3 separate regions of the Mus musculus genome follow, and regions 1 and 2 are each linked to region 3. A link is a contact called in public promoter capture Hi-C data. All regions are on one chromosome and are shown on one strand. Each heading gives the region's core, a stretch centred on a gene start, on an enhancer-like site or on the middle of the called end of the contact. The rest is flanking DNA. Distances are from core to core; before and after follow the strand shown.

Region 1 (3,585 bases), core at 954-3,453, 290 kb before region 3:
TGAGGGCTAGTCACAAGGCCTTATAGCCTACGCCTCTCTACCTCTACAGGAAGTTACTAGACGATACCCCGTCACCAGTGGTCTTCTGCCACAATGACATCCAGGAAGGTAGGAGAATGTATGTGAGTCTTTGAGCCCACGCCGAAAGAGGGCAGCATGCCCTGAAGTGACCAAAATCCCCATTCCCCTAGGAAACATCTTGTTGCTTTCAGAGCCAGACAGTGATGATAACCTCATGTTGGTTGATTTTGAGTACAGTAGTTATAACTACAGGTAAGTGTGGGAGGACTGCCTCCTGTGGGTCCTGTTCCTACAGGGTCCTGGCAAAACAGGCCAGGCCCTTCACCTCCACAGCCCCGCTGCCCATGGACTGAATGTTTGCTCTATCCTCCCAGGGGCTTTGACATTGGGAATCATTTTTGTGAGTGGGTTTATGATTATACTTATGAAGAATGGCCTTTCTACAAAGCAAGACCCACGGACTACCCCACTAGAGAACAGCAGGTATATAGTCTGGAGGTTGGGAAGAGAAAAGCCTTCTGGCTTCCTGTTCTGTTTCATTCGAAAAGAGGAATAAAGGCTACAGAGGGTGATATTCCAATCTCCCCAGTCCCTGACTCTTGTCCATTGATCTCAGCTCCATTTTATTCGCCATTATCTGGCAGAGGTTCAGAAGGGTGAGATCCTCTCCGAAGAGGAACAGAAGAAACGGGAAGAAGAATTGCTGCTAGAGATCAGTCGGTGAGAAAGGAGGGGAAAGGGGAGGGGAAAACCCTTCAGAAGAAAAAAGGAGGCCAGGCAGTGGTGGTGCTTAATTCCAGCACTTGGGAGGCAGAGGCAGGCGGATTTCTGAGTTCAAGGCCAGCCTGGTCTACAGAGTGAGTTCCAGGACAGCCAGAGAAACCCTTTCTCAAACAAAACAACAAAACAAAACAAAACAAAACAAAACCAAAAACAAAAAAAAGGAAAAGAAAAAGGAGCCCTGCAGGTAAGGTGTCAGGGTAGAGGTAGAAGACCACACCAGAGACTGTCAGAGAGAGTCTCAGTCTGGACGGGGATTAGGGAACTGGCAGAGCCGTGGATATTTTGGAGGCTGGGCAGCCCGGGCTGGAAGCCAGGCAGTGTGAAATGGGCTCTTGAGCGCACCTCCTCTTCCCACCCTCGTTCCCTAGGTACTCCCTGGCATCTCACTTTTTCTGGGGTCTGTGGTCCACCCTGCAGGCTTCGATGTCCACTATAGAGTTCGGCTACTTGGTAAGTAAGCCCTACTGTGGGCATGTTGGGTGGGCGCTGCAGAGTTGCTCCGGTCACGTCCTCCAGGAAAGCTGGGCAGGCCCTGGTGGCTTTGGGCAGAATGCTGTTTTCCAGGCTTCTCACACTGCATTTCGGACTTCCTTCCTTAGGAGTATGCCCAATCTCGGTTCCAGTTCTACTTCCAGCAGAAGGGCCAGCTGACGAGTTCCCCATCATCCTGAGGATCCAACCCCACCTCAAGTTTCTCCTGGAGCCTCCGGGGCAGGACCTTGGAGGGAGGGGCAGAGAGCAGACGACCCCCAGAGACGGGGCTGTGCCTCAAAGTGAGACTGTTGTTGAAATAGCCGACCTCTGTAGCCTTTTCTTAGTACTTGCCCAAGGTGGGCATCTGAGAGCCCCCCGGGGCTATGTACTCAAATAAATGAACTTCACAAATATAAACTTAAACAAATACAGACTTAAGTGACATTCTGTTGAGTGCACTGGGCTTAAAAGTGGGAGGGGTCCATTCCGCTCATTGAGGTCTCCTATCCCATAATACTCCCTGGCTTCTGTTTAGAAGTAACAACTACTGAAGATTGGGCTCCTACACTAACAAAAGGGGGACTTGGGGAAGAGGGCTGGAGCAGCAGTGGTCCCTGAGGGCCACTGTCAACCTTGAGCCCTGGAATTAGGGAAAAGGCTGCTGAGCTGACTCCTGGTGACCTTTTCCCTACATTCAGCTATTTTTAGGACTGATGCAACCATGCTCACGTGAGACCCTCCATTCCCCAGTCCCAGACCTTCCAGCAACCTTGTGGGAAAACACTCTACCCACCCTCCCTAGGCGCTCCCCCAAAAGGAGGGTGTTCTGGTTTCCACCCCTATCTGTTTTCTCCACCCCAATTTGGGAGTGGGTGTCAAGTTCCCAGTGAGGACAGGGCGGGGCCTGGCAGGGGTGGCCAGGCCTGAAGGACGTGGGGACATGGGCCAGAGAGGCCAGACCCATACACCGACAGAAGCAAACCTGAGCTGTGAGTTGGGGACCAGCACAGGGAAGACAGCCGGACCCAGAGCCATTCCATCCCACAGCACTTCACCCTTACTCTCAGCCAAGCTATCCGGGCGAGGACAGTGCTGGGGCCACTCCCTTCCCTGGGCGTCTTTCCCAGACCCCCAAGCCGCCCTTCGCTGCCCTTGGGGCGCCTGGAGCCAGATTCCTGCACCATTGCTGATCGGCTTGCCCGGAACCCCACGAGGGTTCGGTGGCAGCGGCGGTTGGCCAGGCTTGGAAGGACCCAGCAGGGCGCGTAGCGTTGGGGCACGGGCGGGTTTGGGGGGGTGGTCGCATAGGGGACCGGGCAGGGGGTGGGGGAAGCGAGGACCAGATGGGGAGGTGGGGGGCGGAGGCTCAGCTAGAGGTGGCTGGGCGGGGGCGGGGCGGGGCTGGGCTGGGCACACTAAGCACCTTCTGGCCCTGTTAGGTGCTGAATAAACCCCAGGATGGCGGAAGCACACCAGGCAGTAGCTTTCCAGTTCACTGTGACCCCAGACGGGGTCGACTTCCGGCTTAGTCGGGAGGCTCTGAGACACATCTACCTGTCTGGAATCAACTCCTGGAAGAAACGCCTTATTCGAATCAAGGTGTGGGTTGATTCTCCGGGTGGTTCTCCGGGGCCTCTTTTTCCCAGCAGGTGCCTAGGCAGAAGCCAGCTGTCAGAAACTGTCTCATTGTCAGCATCTGTCTCTGCTTTGGGCAAGCAGTGCTGGTGGTTGTAGATAGCCTCTATCCAGTGGTGCAGACGGCAGAATAATGAAGACGAGGTGGGGAAATATAATGTAGGTGTACGCGTATGGAGGAAGAACACCACACCGTGAACGGATGAGGCAAAGACCAAGAGCCCTTCCTCAAGACTACCCAGGGGCCTAGTGATATTTTTCTACTCCAGTACGATGCTTTGTTTCTTCCCTACAGAATGGCATCCTTAGGGGTGTGTACCCTGGCAGCCCCACCAGCTGGCTGGTTGTTGTCATGGCAACAGTTGGTTCCAACTACTGCAAGGTGGACATCTCCATGGGACTGGTCGATTGCATCCAGAGATGCCTCCCGGAAAGGTAAGGGACCTGGAAGGCACAAGTTTCAGGAAGAAGAGCCAGGACAGTTCCCAAGGCCAGGAATCTTGTAGTGGACATTGGTGACCAAGGGTCTCTCTCACAGGGCTACCATCTCTCAGTTCCAAGGCAGTTTGTATTTGGTACACTCAGACCAGAGAGGTTCTTTTCCCATTTCTTCCCCGAGAGAGGGAGATCCCAGCCAACAACTGCAGTCAGAATTCCCTGAAGGGTAGCCTC
Region 2 (3,285 bases), core at 716-3,215, 340 kb before region 3:
AACAGAATGCCTTTTTTAGTTCTTTTTAAGATTTATTTATTATTATACCTAAGTACACTGTAGCTGTCTTCAGACACACCAGAAGAGGGCGTCAGATCTCATTACGGGTGGTTTGTGAGCCACCATGTGGTTGCTGGGATTTGAACTCAGGACCTTCGGAAGAGTGCTCTTATCGGCTGAGCCACCTTGCCAGCCCTTTAGTTCTTTGAAAGCACTGGGAAAGAACTTTGTTGTAGAAGAACCAGCACTCCTAATAAAATGCTTACAATTATTTTCATTTTTCTTTTTTTAAAGACATTATTATTATTATTATTATTATTATTACTATTATAAGTAAGTACACTGTAACTGTCTTCAGACACATCAGAAAAGGGCATCAGATTTCATTATGGACAGTTGTGAGACACCACGTGGTTGCTGGGATTTGAACTCAGGACCTCTGGAAGAGCAGTCAGTGCTGTTAACCACTGAGCCATCTCTCTAGCCCTATTTTCATTTTCCTATAATGCTATAAACTACAATCATAGTAGGTCTTGCATGTGGAAACTCGTTATCTGCCCAGCAAGATGTCATTCACAGGTCAGCTGATGACCAGAGGTTATTGTTGTGTCATCTGACCGTAACTCTTCTTCCTCTGAGCATATGTGTGAAGGGGTGTCTCAGGGTTCCCCTTCCTTTAGAGATTATGACAAAGCCTGGCCCCTGATCATAACTCAACTGAAAACTTGCCTTCAGCAGACCCCCAAACCCCACATGGTCAACCAGGTAGGACTCCATCAGGTCTGTTTTTGCCTAAGATATTTGCTCTTCTGTTAGAACTACCCTGTTGGTCCTGATCAGCACTGTACATCTCAACGCCTATACATAACCATGATGAGAGGCAGTAGGGTAGGGAAGGTGGAGGCCTGATACGTCCTAGGTCCCCACATAAACTGATGCAAGAACAGCCACAGTACTCTACTCAGGCCACTGTTGCAACTCAATCACCCCATCTTACCCCCATGCAGAGGCCTCTCCTATCCCTTTGCAAGCAAGGTACAGAAATAAGAGACCTGCCTCCCAAGGCAAGGCTCCTTTCTCAACTGTGGGTGTTTGTCCAAAATTAGCAAGGCCCCAGGCATCATCTGAAGCCACTTCCTGAACCAACCCTAGCAGGCTACTTCCAATTGGGGCTCTGTGGGAAAAAAAAGGGGGGGTGGGGGTGGGAGAGAGTTCACATCTCTAAAGACAGGTTGGCCTTCAGTGCTCAGCTTTGAACAGAGCTGGCGGCAGGCAGATACCTCTTTCCAAGTTTTCCACAGCTCTAGGTCAGAGCTGAGCCCAAGCAACCTTCACGTGTACACACACCTGAGTCCCCCAAGAACCCAGGGGAAACGTACCTCGATTTGCATAACATCGCAACCCCACTCGGGCTCTCCAGAGAATAATGCGCAGGTCCTGGGGTAGTTCCCCAGCTAGCAACGGAAAGAAAGTGCTTCTGGTTGATTCCTTTCAAATTACAATTCACAGTGGCCACCAGCTGGGAGAGATCCAAATACAGTTTCAAAGATTTCTGGGCCACAGAAGAGCTTTCTGTCCTGACTCTAAATAGAAGGACTACCGGCAACCCCCACCCGTGCACAAGTCCAGAAACCGTGCTGGAATGTGACACTAAGAGAGCCACTAACTGAAGATTGCTCCCCCCCCCCCGCCCCCAGCCACCCCCCACTTCACATGAGGTGTGCAGTAGCCTCAGTCAGACCCAGCTCCTTCCTGTGCCATCTCTGGGGTCTCTGCAGTTTCGAACTTTCCTCCTGCAGTTTCTTGCAGATTTCATCGGGAGAATTCCAGATGCCCAGAGAGCCAGGCTTCAGTGAAAAAAAAAAAAATCAATAAATCAATGACCAGTTTACTCGTCATTCTGAACCACCCTCATTCTGCTTGCCAGAGGGCACCTTCAACTCAGTGTCACGTGTTGTCTGCTCCTGACCTGAGCCTGTGTTAGACCACTGGGTGATCCTGAGTCTGATCCGCTACTGTAGTCGGGAGGCCCTTCCAGAACCCTGTTTATCTCCCCCCTGGCTCCAGCGTCTTCCTTCCTGGGTGCGCAGGTCGTGACCATCTTGACGCCAGAGGTCTTAGAGTGCCACTCTGTCTTGGAGAGGAATCAAAGCCAAGAATCTGGACAAATGACTTCCCTAGGAACAGCCACCTGCAAGGAAATACCCTGGAAGAGACTTGCTCCGGAAAAGTGACTCAGGTCAGGGGCTTTTGGGGGCGGGGAGATCTGGGAAGTCCAGTTACCACAGGGACCTTTAGATGTTAAAGTACACTAAGAACCCACCCTTCCACCCTCTGAGGGATATATCTGTTAGTCTCCCTTAACAGTTAAAACTGATAAGAAAAAAAGGTTATATTCAATAATGTATAAATGAAGAGTTAGAAACAAGTCATGTTGTCTTCCCATTAGTTCAATACTAATGTGCCCTAAGCTATACCACACAGGAACCCAGCAACCCTTCTCAAACACCAGACTCACAGACACACATCCCAGCTCTAACACCACAGATACACACACACACACACACACACACACACACACACACACACTCAACCTTAAACACCAGTTACGCGTGTAGAAGGGAAAGGATTTTTTTAAATAATTTGATACATTGTGTTTCACAAAATTCACCAAAGGTGGTTGTGAGCAAAAAGCCAGCAGCCAATCAGATTTGTCTTCCTGGTTTGTTGCAGTCAGACTCCATGGTTTTTGCCTCTTTGCTCAGTCAGAAGGGGGATGCTGATGTTTTTTCAACAAGGATCCCTCAAGTATCTCATCAGAGGAAATGAGACAAACAGCCCACCATTCGCCAGAGGAACTCCAGACACGCATTTAAGAGCGACACAGCAGGAGAGCCAGATAGCTGTAGTGCTGCACTGCTAGGCAGTCCTGAGCCTAGCGCGCAGGAGCAAAGAACGTAAGGTTACCAAGCCCAGCACGGGACACCCCAACCGGCGCAGATAAGGATCGGGAGCACGCGAGCAATCTCCAGCCTCACCCTATCCCGCCCCGGTCCCAGGTCCGCAGCAGCCCCACCCGGAAGGTTCCCATAGGCACACAAACCCGCTTGGCTCGGCTCCCCAGCTCCGCCTCGCCCGGTCCCAGCTCCACCTAGCCCCGACTCTGTACCGCCCAGTCCCAGAGCCCGCCCCTTCTGGGTCAGCCAATTGTCACGTGACCGCGGGCGTATCCGAGACTGCCTGAGATCGACGCTGTCTACCACCAGTTCCTCCTCAATTTCGAAC
Region 3 (3,572 bases), core at 973-3,472:
AAGGGTATAGGAGCAGCAGCAGGATCCTGAGTCACAAGGGCACAATGCCAGCTGGAGAGCTGATGAAGTTGGGGGTCTAATCTCAAGGATGCTAGGTGGCCAGCACCCACGGATGTGAGCATGGACATTCTTGCCCCGGGACCTTGATTCAAAGTTGACAAACGTCTGTCCACGTTCTACCTCCACCAACCCTTGAGGTTCTGCAGCTGGTCTGGGGTGCTATGGTTTGCAAGTCACCCCTCATCTCCCCATCCCCCAGAGAGGAGCTGACCAAGTAACTTTTGAGGTAGGGCCCTGTTTGAAAACGCGTTGGGGGTGTAACGCCTCCCTGAAGAGACAATGATCTCTTGCTTATCAGGGACCAAGGGGCTCTGGATGTCAAGTGCCTGCACCAAGAGTGTGCACAATAAAGGGGCATCCCTCTTGCTCTTGTCTGTGCAAAAGGCTCTGGATCCCATTGCTTCTACTGATTCTGCTTCCTGGAGGGGTGGCTGGATCTCTGTGCCTCCGTACACTTCCTGCTAGCGCCACCGACTTTGAATTTATTGTGCCCCTTGATCACTCAATGAGAGCAGCAGTCATTTCTAGTACTATCGCAGCTTCTTGGGGGTGTGTGTGTGAAGAACCCAGGAGACCAGTGCAGGACAAGACACACTGGTTAGAAGGGGCAAAAGGTGTAAGAGCCAGCACACTTTGGTCCCTGCACATTAGGGACTTTGTACATTAGGAATGGTGGACAGACTTGGCTCCCTCTTACTGGTGAGGCTGGGGATTGTCCCTAGAGAAAAGATCTGTTCTTCCTCAGGGATTGGACAGGATATGGGAAATAGCTTTCCTTCCTGACTAAGGCGAAAAGGCAACTTTAGCCCAGGATACAGCTCATGTGTCATGTCTATGTCCTGAATCTTGGACCGCCAGAGATCTGAGTCTGGCAACTGGTCCAGCGGTGGAGGTTGGGGCCGGGGGTGGGGTGGGGGGGTGGACCTAGAAGGCAAGAGCCAAGTCCAAAGTTGGGGGATTGGGAGCGGGAGCAAACCCAAATACATGGCCCTAGTACCAAAATCTGGTCTAGATCAGTCCCCTACAGAAAAGGAGGGGAACTGGGGAGCTTTTTGGGTGGTATGGGTGGGTGTCTGGAGGCCTCCCAGGGCACGGAGGTCACAGGAGCCAGGCAGATGTAGTTTGAGTGTTGGCCCTGAGCTTGCCCTGCTCGCTCTTGTCAGTTTGCGGATGTACCACATCACCAGCAGCAGCCCAGGTGTAAAGTTGCTCTGGCTAGCCTTGAGCTGCTGATTCATGGCAGCAGGCAGGCAGGCTTGGAGGGAGGGGGAGAGAGGGGGTTCTGGGGATCTTGTTACTACTGGTCAAGCCAGTGAGATCCTGGAACAGACTTTGGTTACTCAGCTCTGGGAGGGATGTTGGCTTGACCCTCCAGGAGCACCTGGTTCAGGTCTACACGGGACCCCAGAGAGAATGAGCACGTAAGGATCCCCCCTTTTTTTCGGGGACAGGCACACTTTTAGCTCATTCTGGGCTTTAAAGACCAAGCTGGACAACAGGTGGAAAGCACAGAGACCAGTCCTGTCCAATGCTTGAAGCGGCCACTCCACATACCAGATTGGGGTGGGTGGAACAGAGGTGTGAAGGAGTCTTAGAAGGGCCGATAGGATAGGACCCATCCCTCTGGATCTTAGACTGGGAAGTTGAGAGCCAGTGGCCACAACAATGGGGCTGGGGAAGCAACCTGAGACGTTTGGGAGACTGAACCAAATCCCTCCTCCATATAGAAGGAGGCGAACGGATCAGCCCCAGGGGCGGGGCATCCTTGGGAAAGACGGGGAGTTGAGCCAGTAAAAGGAACCATTTGGGATGGGGTATGATTGGTGTATGGGCAGGTGGACCAGACCTGGGGCTTGAGTAGAACCTGGTGGTCTCAAGTTGCCTAGAATGGGTCCGACGTTCTGGGAGGACAGGAAAGGCTGGAATTAAGAGAGGCACCTGCTAGGACCCAAGGGCCAAGAAGTCTAGCGAGGGTGTAGGCTGGCCAGGGTGTTTCAACGCCTCCTCTCATCTCAGGTCGAGACTGAGCTATGGAGCAGCTCTCCCCCACAACCCCCCCTTTCCAAGCCTTCCGCCCAACCCCGGAGGCCTCCTCGGGTTTCCGCAGGGGCCGAGGGCAGGCGGGGGTGTCACGTGCTCAGGGCCTGGGGGCCGGTTGGTCAGTGGGCCGGGAGGGACCACTTTGCGGGCCAGAGACAAGGGTCGGGTGGGAGTTGGCGGTTATAGAGAGTTCAGGGTGGCGACCCCGAGAGAAGAGCCCGCAAAGGAAAATCTCAGAGGCGGGCAGGCGGGTAGCCGGCGCGGAGTACGCCCTGCCACGCAGTGACCCGGGGCGCGCGGGCGGAGCCCCTGATCCCGGGTCCGGTCCTGGGGCGCGGTGCTCCGGCTGGGGATGAGCTCCCCGCCACCCGCCCGCAAGGGCTTTTACCGCCAGGAGGTGACCAAAACGGCCTGGGAGGTGCGCGCCGTGTACCAAGACCTGCAGCCCGTTGGCTCTGGTGCCTATGGTGCAGTGTGGTGAGCGTTTGCCGGGCGGGGCGGCAGGCAGGGCAGGAGGCAGCTGGCGATTACGGGGCCGGTTCGCTAGCCAAGCCGTCCGCCCCGCAGCTCTGCAGTAGACAGCCGCACTGGCAACAAGGTGGCCATCAAGAAGTTGTACCGGCCCTTCCAGTCGGAGCTGTTTGCCAAGCGCGCCTACAGAGAGTTGCGCCTCCTCAAACACATGCGCCACGAGAACGTGAGTCTAAAGCCCGCCCCAGATGCGGATATTGTGCGCTGGCCTCTTCTCATCCTGCCCTCCCCTGCAAATCCTGCCCACAGTCTCTGCTTCCAAGGGCCTGGTACCTCCTACCTAGTTAGCTCCCAGCTTGGGTAAACTTTCAACAACTTTCAGGAGGAAAGCAGAGGCAGAGCCCAGATCCCTTTCTGGGTGACACTACAATTTCAGCCTCTTCTTCAATTGCTTGGTTTCACCTTCGGTCCACCTCTACCTTCGCAGCCCAGGCAGTGGTCAGGTTATGGTCTAGGCCTAAGGATTCCTCAGGTCTCACTCCAAAACCTGATTGGACAATCAGGTTGGTGTGAGGAGGGTTTTCCTGGAAGGGGTACTTCCTTACCCTACCCTAGTCTCCCTTTGCCCACCACCCGAGTCTTCTATTCCAGACATACAGGATCCTAGGCATTCAGGGCAAGGCAGGATACTCGAGGTGTGCAGCCTTGGCTCTATCATCCCAGAGCCTTGGGTCTCTGTGGATAAAGGGATTTACGGAGCAGAGCATCGCCATTAGTGTTGTGGGTGTGTATTTCTTCACACCCATACAGAAGGCATCTCCTTTCCCGTCCTACCTGCATATGGCTACTCCTAAGCCTCTTGCATCACCATTGCTAGCCATCAGAGCATTCCTCCCAACCAGGGACATTATTGTTATTGTTGTTGTTATTATTATTATTATTATTATTATTATTATTAGATATGGTTCTTCCTGAACCTGTGAGTTCTGTCCCTCCCACTT

The links. Promoter capture Hi-C pulls out the DNA fragments that hold promoters and counts their contacts.
Region 1: a contact with region 3 is called in a promoter capture Hi-C map of embryonic stem cells, with 5 read pairs. The contact joins the promoter of Cpt1b here to the promoter of Mapk12 in region 3. A contact is called at or near these places in 10 of 39 promoter capture datasets (the C10 cell line, the HPC-7 cell line, embryonic stem cells and 6 more), 2 of 484 Hi-C or Micro-C datasets (B cells and CD8 T cells), 2 of 115 datasets of contacts at active chromatin or transcription factors (double positive thymocytes and embryonic stem cells) and 3 of 9 other capture datasets (adipose tissue, liver and pancreatic islet).
Region 2: a promoter capture Hi-C map of embryonic stem cells shows a contact between it and region 3, with 7 read pairs. The contact joins the promoter of Arsa here to the promoter of Mapk12 in region 3. A contact is called at or near these places in 2 of 39 promoter capture datasets (embryonic stem cells and liver), 2 of 484 Hi-C or Micro-C datasets (CD4 T cells and embryonic stem cells), 1 of 115 datasets of contacts at active chromatin or transcription factors (embryonic stem cells) and 3 of 9 other capture datasets (adipose tissue, liver and pancreatic islet).

The regions. Positions count from the first base shown.
Region 1 is chr15:89,424,480-89,428,064 of GRCm38.p6, reverse strand. It overlaps Cpt1b (carnitine palmitoyltransferase 1b, muscle), which reads left to right and starts at 2,203. Exons shown (of 19, transcript NM_009948.2): 1 at 2,203-2,267; 2 at 2,718-2,877; 3 at 3,209-3,348. The coding sequence starts at 2,737. It overlaps Chkb (choline kinase beta), which reads left to right. Exons shown (of 11, transcript NM_007692.6): 6 at 50-108; 7 at 192-273; 8 at 396-504; 9 at 638-741; 10 at 1,173-1,254; 11 at 1,404-1,716. The coding sequence ends at 1,475. It overlaps Gm44502 (predicted readthrough transcript (NMD candidate), 44502), which reads left to right. Exons shown (of 27, transcript NR_004843.2): 5 at 50-108; 6 at 192-273; 7 at 396-504; 8 at 638-741; 9 at 1,173-1,254; 10 at 1,404-1,577; 11 at 2,718-2,877; 12 at 3,209-3,348.
Region 2 is chr15:89,476,104-89,479,388 of GRCm38.p6, reverse strand. Arsa (arylsulfatase A) reads left to right here and starts at 1,965. Exons shown (of 9, transcript NM_009713.4): 1 at 1,965-2,239; 2 at 2,734-3,285. C230037L18Rik (RIKEN cDNA C230037L18 gene) reads right to left here and starts at 3,137. Exons shown (of 5, transcript NR_077233.1): 1 at 3,104-3,137; 2 at 1,970-2,130; 3 at 1,742-1,847; 4 at 1,380-1,519.
Region 3 is chr15:89,139,353-89,142,924 of GRCm38.p6, reverse strand. Mapk12 (mitogen-activated protein kinase 12) reads left to right here and starts at 2,222. Exons shown (of 12, transcript NM_013871.3): 1 at 2,222-2,577; 2 at 2,668-2,797. The coding sequence starts at 2,453. It overlaps Mapk11 (mitogen-activated protein kinase 11), which reads left to right. Exons shown (of 12, transcript NM_011161.5): 12 at 1-443.